Regions from separate parts of the Sus scrofa genome. Here region 2 is linked to region 1. Evidence: chromatin contacts called from public HiChIP or PLAC-seq data. All regions are on one chromosome and are shown on one strand. The core of a region is the stretch at or near the end of the contact, and the rest is flanking DNA. Distances in the headings are between cores, read along the strand shown.

Region 1 (4,988 bases), core at 1,507-4,006:
CTATCCTTTTTTGACTGCCAAGTTACCACCTACAATTAACAAAAACTGTTCTTCATACCTTGGAAAATTGGCTGCTAAGTGATTACTGATGCTATCACATCACCAGCCAGGTAATGTAAACCCTGCCATGCAAGGGCGCCACAAAGTCTATTGCCCAAGAAGAGAATTTCTAACACTAAGTAAAAAAAGAGACAGAATAGAGAAAGACAAAGGAAAAGAAAAAGAAAAAACCAAAAATCATTAATAAAGAAGATGGATTAAAAAAATTCCTTTGCCTATAGACTTAAAGCCCTTTATACTGACACCATTTTAACTAAGGCCAAAGTTACCTCCTTCTACCACTCACTGGAAATCCTCCACTCCTGACAAGTTTATGCCTCTCTCTCTTTTTTGGCTGCACCCATAGCACGTGGAAGTCCCCGGGCCAGGGATCAAACCCTCATCACAGCAGCAATGCTCGAGCAGGTGCAGTGACATTGCCAGATCCTTAATATCCTTAATTCACTGCAGACACAAAGGAACTCCCAAGTTTATCTCTTCATAGACACACACAAAAGGTTAACACTAATCTTCAGGCCTCATGTTTCCCCACCCAGTATCCCTTCCTGTTCTCTCTACTCATTTAAACCCTACTTCTCTGGGAAGGCCTGCCTTCACGTCTCTTCCCTGTCTTCCTACAGGTCTACAGTCCACAGACGCCACCTGACAGCATCATAAAAATAATGGTGTCTAATGTGTTGTTCTAATGATAAAATAAGATGCAACAGTGTAAAGGCATTTTGGGGATTTCAGGGTCTTTTCTTTTTTTGGCTGAACCCACACCATATGAAAGTTCCTGGGCCGGCAGAGATTGAACAGGAACCGAAGCTGTGCAACAGGGGATGTGCAACCCACTTCGCTGGGCTCAGGATCCAACCTGCATCTCCGCAGTGACCTGAGCCGCTGCAGCTGGATCCTCAACCCACTGTGCCACAGCATAACTCTTCAAGGTTTAGGATTAAAAAAAAAAAAAAAAGTAATACAACAAGTTACTGCTATCCCAATCCAAATGATAATCTTTAAGGATGTCCTATCTGGAAAATACTTTTTCAGGAAACCCTTGGATTACTGTCACTCTCAGTTGCTGCATCTTCAAGGCTCTTGTCATTTAGAGTGGATTTATACTTTGACAATTCATTTCTGGGTTTTGAAGTTATCTGGCTCTACTGTCTATAAGGCTGAAAAGCATCCAAATATATAAAGCTGAAAGACCCAAATCAAACTGGGGACATTTTAAATTATCTGAAGATAAAATATCATTTCCTGCACGACACCACTTAAATGTTTCATGCATTTTACATTTGATTCAAGAAACTTCAGCTGAATGGTAAACATTATCTCCACACCACGTATAAATATATCTTTAAAGAGGACAATACTTTATGGTTGACACAATATTGCTAGACACTCTTAAAAGACCCTTCCTCTACCCATCACTAGTGGAAGAACACATCACTGTGAGCAAACTGCGGACAACTTAATGGCCATTTGTTAGGATCTCCCCAAGCTTATGGCCTTTGAAAGCATTTAAAGAGCTTAATCACTTCAACTGCTGAAAAGCAGGAAACTTCTATGCCTAGATGGAATTAACACATTCAAGGTACACATTCTGCTTAAAATAATATTTAAAGCCCTGAGAAATGCCAGGATGGCAGTGGGGGGACACACACACACACAAAAACAAACCTCGAGAACAAGAGATCTTAGCTTAAAAAGTAATTACTAACATTTATTTAGCCTTCACTTCGCATAAGCCAAACATTACACTAAACCTTTTACATGAATTATTTTGTTTAATTCATGCACCACTCTTAAGTAGATACTATCATCATCCCCGCTGCACAGTTCGGACACTGACCTTTTGAGCTTTTGAAGGATAACAAGCACAAAGTCATAAAAGTGGTAGCGCAGGGACTCAAACCCAAGTATTCCTGCCACCTGGAAGTGGCACCTGGACGTCATTACACACTTGCTTTTAGCCACTACTTAACCAGTCTGGCTTGGTGCCCTCTTGCAAGTCATATATCCACGCTGGGCCTCAGTTTCCTCATCTGCAAAAGTAAAGCAACGAAGGCCGACGTTCCTGCCCGCACTGCCTCGCTTCAATATCATCCACCTTACAATCTCCCTGAGCGTCAACAAGCCGGTGTCATGCCTGTAGAAGGCATGAATTCAACTGAAAAAGGACTTACGAAGCTGCTAGGACGGCCTCGTGGTGCGAAGGGCCGCAGCCCAGGTCCCCCACGCCCTCTGCCCCGGCGCCTGGGTACCACCAGGCCGCCTCTGCGTCCGCGAATGCCTGGGACCGGCTGTGGTCCCTCCTCCTCCGAAGCCCTCCGCTCACTGCCCCCGGGCCAGCCCCAGCTCTCGCGTCCAGGTCTACTCACCCTTTAGGCGGTCTCCGCCGCCCGGGGCCGAGGGGCCCCGCGTCCCTGCCGCCTTGTCCCCCGCGGGGGTCGCGTGGAGTGCCCCCGTTTGCGATCTTTCGACGACTCCGCCTTTCGTCATGGCTGCGGCGGGGAAGGGGGAGGCAGCGGGCAGACGCCGCGCCCTTAACAACCGCACTCCGCCGAGGGCGCCTTCCAACAGCCAGGGGCACAGGCGCAGCCGCTTCCGGGGCGACCACCTCACCTGAGACGACCTCGGCCCGGCGAGCACAGTGACGCGGCGCCGAGAGCCGCAGCGCCCACTCGCACTAGCCCCGCCCCGCCCCGCCCCCGAGCCTCGCGCGCTCGCGCCGGCCCAGTGACCGCGAGACGAGGCCGCTTCCCCGCCCGCCCCGTGGCCGCCCGCCCCGCCCCGGGACTGCGCGGAGCATGCGCACTCAGCGCACCAGGGGCCGCCGGAGCGAGTCCGGGAAGCCGGCGGCTGCTGCTTCGCTTTAAGTGTCCGGAAGTGCGGCCGCACGCGCTGCAATCCCTTTGTCCCCGCGGCCGGAAGGGCGCGGTGTGATTAGTTGGCGTTTCGCGGCGGACGCCGATTAGCCCGCGCGCTTGTCCGCCAGTCCCACAAGCTGCCTAGACGTTGGAGGGGCTAGATGGTGCTTGGTCTGAAGATGTTGAAAAACGTAGAGCCTGAGCCGAACCCCGAGTTTCAGCAACCTGGAGCTCGAGGACTGTAACCTGGGGAGGTCACAGGGTGGCCGCGATGGCTTTAGAATCCGGCTTTCTTGTTCCCAAGCAAACGCTTTGCCATGTCATCACCTGCCACCCCTCACTTGTAAATCCAGGTCAGCTCGTTTATCTTTTCCTTTTGCTGAGCCCAGACGTACCTTTTCTGACGGTTACTTCGCCACCTCGCCTCTCGGAGCGGTATTCCGCTTCCTCGCTGGTGAGTGTGTCGGAATTCCCCCTGGAAAGCGGCTTGGCAATGTCAGTAAAAATACTGTGTTCCTATCCGGGAATTACATTTCTGGAAGACTACTCCGTGGGCGTAAACATACAGAGAGAACTATTCGTAGCAGGATTACCTATTAGTGTGATGGTAAATGTGGAAGCAGTCTAAAAACTCGACACTAAAGAATGGTTAAGTAAATAATGTCCATTCAATGGAATTGTTTTATGTACACATCCTTGGCCTACTTATATTAAGACATTCAGTGACCACTCTTAAGACGTAGCTTCCCACTTAATTCCTCCATGGTCGTCCTTAAAAGCAGTAATTACTTGGATTATTTGTTTACCTGTTTATCGTCTGCCTCCGTCTCTGGAGTGGTAGCTCTGTTAAGGTAAAGGGCCTTGTCCTTTTGTTCACCATTGTATCCCCGAGCAGCTGATAGGGCCAACACCTAAGTGGACATTCAGTAAATTTGTTAAATAGCTTTTGAACCATAGATAATTATGGAGAGACTAATAACGTGGACAATGCTTATTCAAAAACAAATTCCAAGAGATAATTATAAAAAACAAAACAGGAATTCTCTGGTGGCTCAGCAGGTTAAGGATCTGGAGTTGTCACTGCTATGTCTTGGGTCATTGCTATGGGGCAGGTTTGATTCCTGGCCAGGGAATTTCTGCATGCCACAGCCAAGGCTACCCCCACCCCCCAAAGAAAATATATAGAAAAATACATAAGAAAGTCACTGTCTTTTGTATAGAGGTCTTCTTTTTTTTGGTTTTTTTTTTGGTTTTTTTTTTGTCTTTTTTTTGTTGTTGTTGTTGTTGTTGCTATTTCTTGGGCCGCTCCCGCGGCATATGGAGGTTCCCAGGCTAGGGGTTGAATCGGAGCTGTAGCCACCGGCCTACGCCAGAGCCACAGCAACGCGGGATCCGAGCCGCGTCTGCAACCTACACCACAGCTCACGGCAACGCCGGATCGTCAACCCACTGAGCAAGGGCAGGGACCGAACCCGCAACCTTATGGTTCCTAGTCGGATTCGTTAACCACTGCGCCACGACGGGAACTCCTGTATAGAGGTCTTCTTAAACAAGCCAACCTTTTTTTTTTTTTGGCTGCACCTGTAGCATATGGAAGTTCCTGGGCCAGGGATCCAACCCACACCGCAGCAGTGACAACACTGGATCCTTAATCTGCTTAAGCCACAAGGGAACTCCTGCAAAATCACTTTTAAACACTTGATATATTTTACTAAAAAAAATTTTACACCAAAAAACAAACTCTAAACCTAAAAACAGGAGTTCCTGCTTGGTGCAGTGGGTTAATGATCCAGCTTGTCTCTGTGGAGGTGCCAGTTTAATCCCTGGCCTGGGAACCTCCATATGCCGTGGGAGCAGCCCTAGAAAAGGCAAAAAGACCAAAAAAAAAAAAAAAAAAAAAAAAAAAAAGACCCCAGAGAGGCTAAGGCTTAATATCAGGTCTAGTCTAAACCTAAAGAAAAGGCTATTTAGATACACACTAATATAAATTAAAAATCAGACTCAAAGAAAAATTTTTAATTTTAAAAAGGAGTTCCCTCGTGGCTCAGTGGGTTAAGGGTCCAGCATTACCAC
Region 2 (4,988 bases), core at 1,778-4,277, 37 kb after region 1:
AAACATGGCATATTTGGTGCCAAAATTAGGAGATTACCAACAAGCATTAAAAAATTTATATTATTTGTATAGTATTTTGATAAACCGCCCTTTGTTGCAGATAGAGAGATGCACTAGTCAGATTCACCCTTAAGAAAGGACTTACTGGAGTTCCGCTGTGGTTAGTGATCTGGCTTGTCTCTGTGGAAGTGCTGGTTCCATCCCCGACCTGGCACCGTGGGTTAAGGATCCAGTGTCGCAGCTCCAGCTCATATTCAGCCCATGGCCCAGGAACTTCCATATGCCATGGGTGCGGCAGAAAAACAAAACAAAATGAAACAAACGAACAAACAAAGGACAGGCTGCTCAGTTGCATACCCTTCAGCTGTGAACCTCCCTGTCGTGCTTATCTTTCAGAGTGGCTCCGACCATAACTGTGGAAGGTGGTGGTACCCAGGCCTGGCGGACCCACCCATCACAGGACACCTCCCATAAGGCAGCCCCTGCTCCAAAGCTCCCCGTGGGGCTGGCAGTGTTCTGTATCACATCTAGCCCTCCATCGACCCCATTCTGCTTCCTCCCTTTCTTTTCATGGGTTAGGTTCCCAGCCTTTTTTCACTGCTAACTTCAGCTCAGCATTTGCTCCCTAGAGAACCCAAAAAGCACATTCTTAACCCTGTAATACTGATCTCTGAGCTAAACACTATATATATATATATATATATATATATATATACTGATCTCTGAGCTAAGTGCTGTGTATATACTGATCTCTGAGATAAACACTATATATACATACTGATTTCCTGAGGTAAACACTATGTATACTTTGAAGTACTTCCTTCTAGTCAGTTTATGTGAATGTATGTACTTTTGCATTTTATTTTCGCTCATTTAAAAAGTAGCATTTTAGGAGCTCCCATCATGGCTCAGCAGAAACCAATCTGACCAGTATCCATGAAGAGGCAGGTTCCATCCCTGGCCTCGCTCAGGGGGTTCAGGATCTGGCATTGCTGTGGCTGTGGTGTAGGCCAGCGGCTACAGCTCCAATTTGACCCCTAGCCTGGGAACCTCCACATGCTGCCCAAGTGCACCCTAAAAAGACAGAAAAACTAACAACAGCAACAAAAACAATGTATAGAGAAACACTGGAGTCTTCTGCCTCACTCCTCTTCATAGGCTACCACGCTCCTCTTTTCCCTGTTGCTTTAGGTGTTCAAAAAGAGCTCCTGCTGTTACTTTGCTTACTTCCTGATGCGTCTCTGTTCCACCCGCTCTATTGCCTTCCTGTTGGAGCCGACGAGGATACCTCGATCTCACAAATCCACCACAAACCCACTCCACTTCGCTTCCCCATCTTCCCAAAGTTGTTAAATCATAGCTTTGGCTTAATCAATGTTTATATAATGATCAATATGTGTAATTTTCACAGAGTCAAAACATACACTCTGACGCCTTTCTTGTAAATGGGATGAGCCCATTGGACTTCATCTGTACCAATGTAATGACTCTTAAAAATGTTTCCTTTTCTGATTTTAAAAGTAAAACACGTTCACGTTGGAAATTTTAATTCAGAAACATCACAAGAAAGAACTGGAAATCACTGCAGTCGTAGCCCCTGTATAAACCGCTGCCCTCGCCATCCCTCTGATCCCTTGTCTTCTCTCCAAGGACCCAATCAGCGCTGCCTGGCTATCTGCACAGTGTGGCTGAGCTGCCCTTGACCCCTGGGGTGGCTTGGAGCATCCATTCTCCCTGCTGCTGCCATCTCCAGTCTGTCTCTGCCAGCTTGCAGACCTCTGCTGCCGTGTCTCTCTGTGTAGGCAGAGGTCCCTTTCTCATACAAAGCTCTTTTTCGTGAGTATCCCACGGCAGCGTGTGCTGCGTTCCTATCAGTTCAGCTCTCTCAGCAAAGCCACCCAGAAGAGTACCTGGGCTCCAGGTGAGTCAGGTGTTTCCCTTAGTACACAGCCTTCTCCTTGCTAGGACTGAGTGGGCCAGGATCAAGTACGGCTCTTTAAAACCCTCACAAACCCCCTCCCTAGCATTCAGGCCCTGTGGCTGATTCTACCCTCTGTGGGAACTCCTGCCCCAATAGGGCACTCTTGCCTCAAGGGATCCTTTATTCCTTCCGCAACCTGTGTTTCATCAGGCAATGTGCATTTTTAAACCCAAATTTTATTTTCCACAGTACTTCTGGACCCAAGAAAATCAAGGCGAGAGGCCAGGTGTTTCAAGGCACATTCTGTAACAACAGTGCCGAGCCCACCTTGACTTCTGGCTACCACACCCCCGCAGCACCGCCAAGGGAGCACTGGTGACCGCCCTCAAGCCACTGCCCCCCTCCCCCCCGCCACTTCCTCTGTGAAACCTCTCCCTTCCCCCGCCTTGTTCTCCCTTCCTGCCTCTTGTTCACGCTTAGATCGGAGCACTTTTGACTAAGTGTTCTGCGCTCATCTCCTCCCAGCCCTGAGAGGGCAGGATGAAGAGCAAGCTGAAATATTCGCAGGAGGAAGGAGGGTTCCGCTGAGCCAGGCTGCACCGTGGTGCTTAAATCCCAGGAAAGGGACTTTCTACTCAAACCAAAAGACCACAGGGAAGTGTGATATTTTCTTGGAGCAGGGTAGTGTGCCTTAAAAACGAGCCAGGTCGTCGTGTGAGAGTCGGAAGGGAATGTGGCAAAACCAGTTAGGAAGGCACCTGCAGTGACCCTGCGCTGAGATGTTAAGTGCACGGTGGATGCAGTGACGTGGAGACGAGGCAGCACATGCAAAAGGTATTTCAAGAGAAATAACAAGTGAGATTCGCTGAGTTCCTGCGCTTTGCTGGGCTGGGCCAGCAAGGTGGTAATGGACTCGCCCCCATCTCGCCCACGTGCAAGTAAGATGTGGCCGGACTGAGCGACTCTCGGGGGTCACGGCGAGTGGCGTTGCGGAGCTTCCAGTGTAGGGCGTGGGGCCCGAAAGACCTCAGCTGCCCCATCCGGGGCACCGCTGTCCGCGCTGCGGGGTGACGACTCCTGAGCCGAGGCCTCAGCTCCTCGACTGAGCGAGGAGAGCCTCGCGGGGCCGGGCGCCCGCGTCCAGTGGCGCTTCGTCAAGCTGCCCGTCCGGGTCGGGACCTTCGAGCCCGGCACCTCCGGGCGGAAGAAGGCGCGTGGCGGCGGCAGGCGGGCCCCGGGGCGGAAGCGGCTGAGTCACCGCGGGGCCGGGACGCAGTCCGCGCAGAGGGGCTGACGCCGGCCGGCCGCCCCTGCAGGTCCGTCGGGAAGCCGCCCTGACCGGAAGGGCTGAGTCCGCGCCGGCTGCGGGCGGCCCGAGCCGCCGGTGCCCAGGCCCCACCCGCGGGTCCCGGGCCACCCCCGCGCCGCCACCCGGCCGAGGTCGGGCGCAGCTCCTGGGCGGTGCTGCCGGGGCTTGGACTCCGCGACCGAAACTTGACTTCTTGAAGCAGCGCCCAGGGCCAGCTCCCGGCCGTGTGAACGGAGACGAGCGCGTCTCAAAGACTGGGTGGGTTTCGAACTCAAAGGGACTTGCCCAGGACCAGAACTGATTCGCTGGACTCGCTTCCCAAATTTAGTAAATAACAGCGAAAACAAAACACTCGACGTCTTTTTGTAATGCAAGAGCAAAACGTCCAAATTCCAAGAGAAAATAAAGCTTGGTTTCCGAGATAAAGTTGCAGCAGGACGGGAGCACAGCAGAGGGAGCTTTCCGGAGATCCCAGGCGAATAAGATCCGAAGGCGTTTCTCCAGTTGGTTCCCTCTTCTGCCCTGCTGGGGCCAGCACGCATTTTTACATAATGCTTTATTGTTTTTGTTGAAGTTTCTTTTTTAGTCAAAAACCGATACTATAGAAATTGCTGGGGGACGGTGGAATTACAGTCCCTCCACCAAAAACCACAGTTACTTTTGCTTCTTTCTTTAAGTTAATGTTCACGAAAAGAGATTTTTACATAGCTGCGACAGAGCTGTCATTTTCCATTTCCTGTTTTCAGGCTGTGTTCTGTGACATCGGTCCATATCCTACAGATCTTCAGGATCATTATTTTAAAAACTGCATTATTTATTTAAACTACTGAATTGTTGTTGGTGTGCTTGTAGGTTATTTATTGACTGTAGGTTGTTGTTGTTCTCACCGTTAACTTTAGGGTTATTATGCCTCGATTGTCTTATTATTATCTGGATTAAATAGCCAATCCCTTGAATTGATATTTTAATTCTCTAAGAGACACGGATGTCTGATAGAGCAGCTAGCAGGAACCCTTTGCAGGAATGATGTGCTTCACACCTCTAACTGCTGTAATTCATAAGCTCTCTGGGCGGCAGGTTGCCTATTGCGCCTCGGTTGTTCCCGGTCCTCCGCAGGGAAACATTCTCACTGGGCAAAACGAGGGAGCATGACTGCCAACCACTGCAGGACAGGAAGGCTGATTTTAAGAGTTGGCATCATTTCCCCAAATGGTATTTTGATATTTTATCCCACCTGGATAATCACAGCCTTTCTTTAATGCTGTAAGGTATACATTTTGATAGACCAGGGGTTCCTGTTGTGATGCAGTGGAAACGAATCCGTACCCATGAGGACGAGGGTTTGATCCTTGGCCTTGCTCAGTGGGTTGGCGATCCGGTGTTGCCGTGAGCTGTGGTGTAGGTCTCAGACACAGCTCTGATTTAACCCCTAGCCTCTATATGCCTTGGGTGCAGCCTTAAAAAAGCAAAAAGAAAAAGAAAAAAAGAAGAAGACCAGACCCTTCCAGGAGTTTGACAGATGTGGGATTCAGGGTTGTGTTGTAAGACATTTTCAGATTTTCATCAATCAGTTTCAAGTGCCACTGTTTACTGTCGTCTGTACGACTGCCTCAGTCTTAAGTTTTCTCATCTGAAAAATGGGAGTATTAACAGCACATACTTAATAAATTGCTGTGCGAATGAAATGAGATGTTTGGTTTTTTTGTTTTTGCTTTTTTTCTTTTTAGGACCGAACCTGCAGCATATGGAGGTTCCTAG

What was found. HiChIP or PLAC-seq counts read pairs in DNA pulled down with a chosen protein or histone mark.
Region 2: an H3K27ac HiChIP or PLAC-seq map of skeletal muscle shows a contact between it and region 1. The contact joins the enhancer-like site here to the promoter of TMEM41B in region 1. A contact is called at or near these places in 1 of 5 promoter capture datasets (liver), 9 of 47 Hi-C or Micro-C datasets (alveolar macrophages, embryonic fibroblasts, epiblast stem cells and 4 more) and 2 of 2 datasets of contacts at active chromatin or transcription factors (alveolar macrophages and skeletal muscle).

Annotation. Positions count from the first base shown.
Region 1 is chr9:221,741-226,728 of Sscrofa11.1, reverse strand. TMEM41B (transmembrane protein 41B) reads right to left here and starts at 2,756. Exons shown (of 7, transcript XM_021062249.1): 1 at 2,427-2,756. The coding sequence starts at 2,547. It overlaps LOC102164595 (a long non-coding RNA gene), which reads left to right and starts at 2,833. Exons shown (of 5, transcript XR_002335503.1): 1 at 2,833-3,369.
Region 2 is chr9:184,965-189,952 of Sscrofa11.1, reverse strand. No RefSeq gene overlaps it. Among named protein-coding and RNA genes, the nearest start is that of IPO7, 24 kb to the right of the region's middle. Within about 2 kb of position 3,027, at least 69 of the 83 cell types and tissues checked have an H3K27ac peak or open chromatin away from gene starts, as enhancers often do. A contact at or near this core is called in alveolar macrophages, embryonic fibroblasts, liver and 2 more, where this site is marked.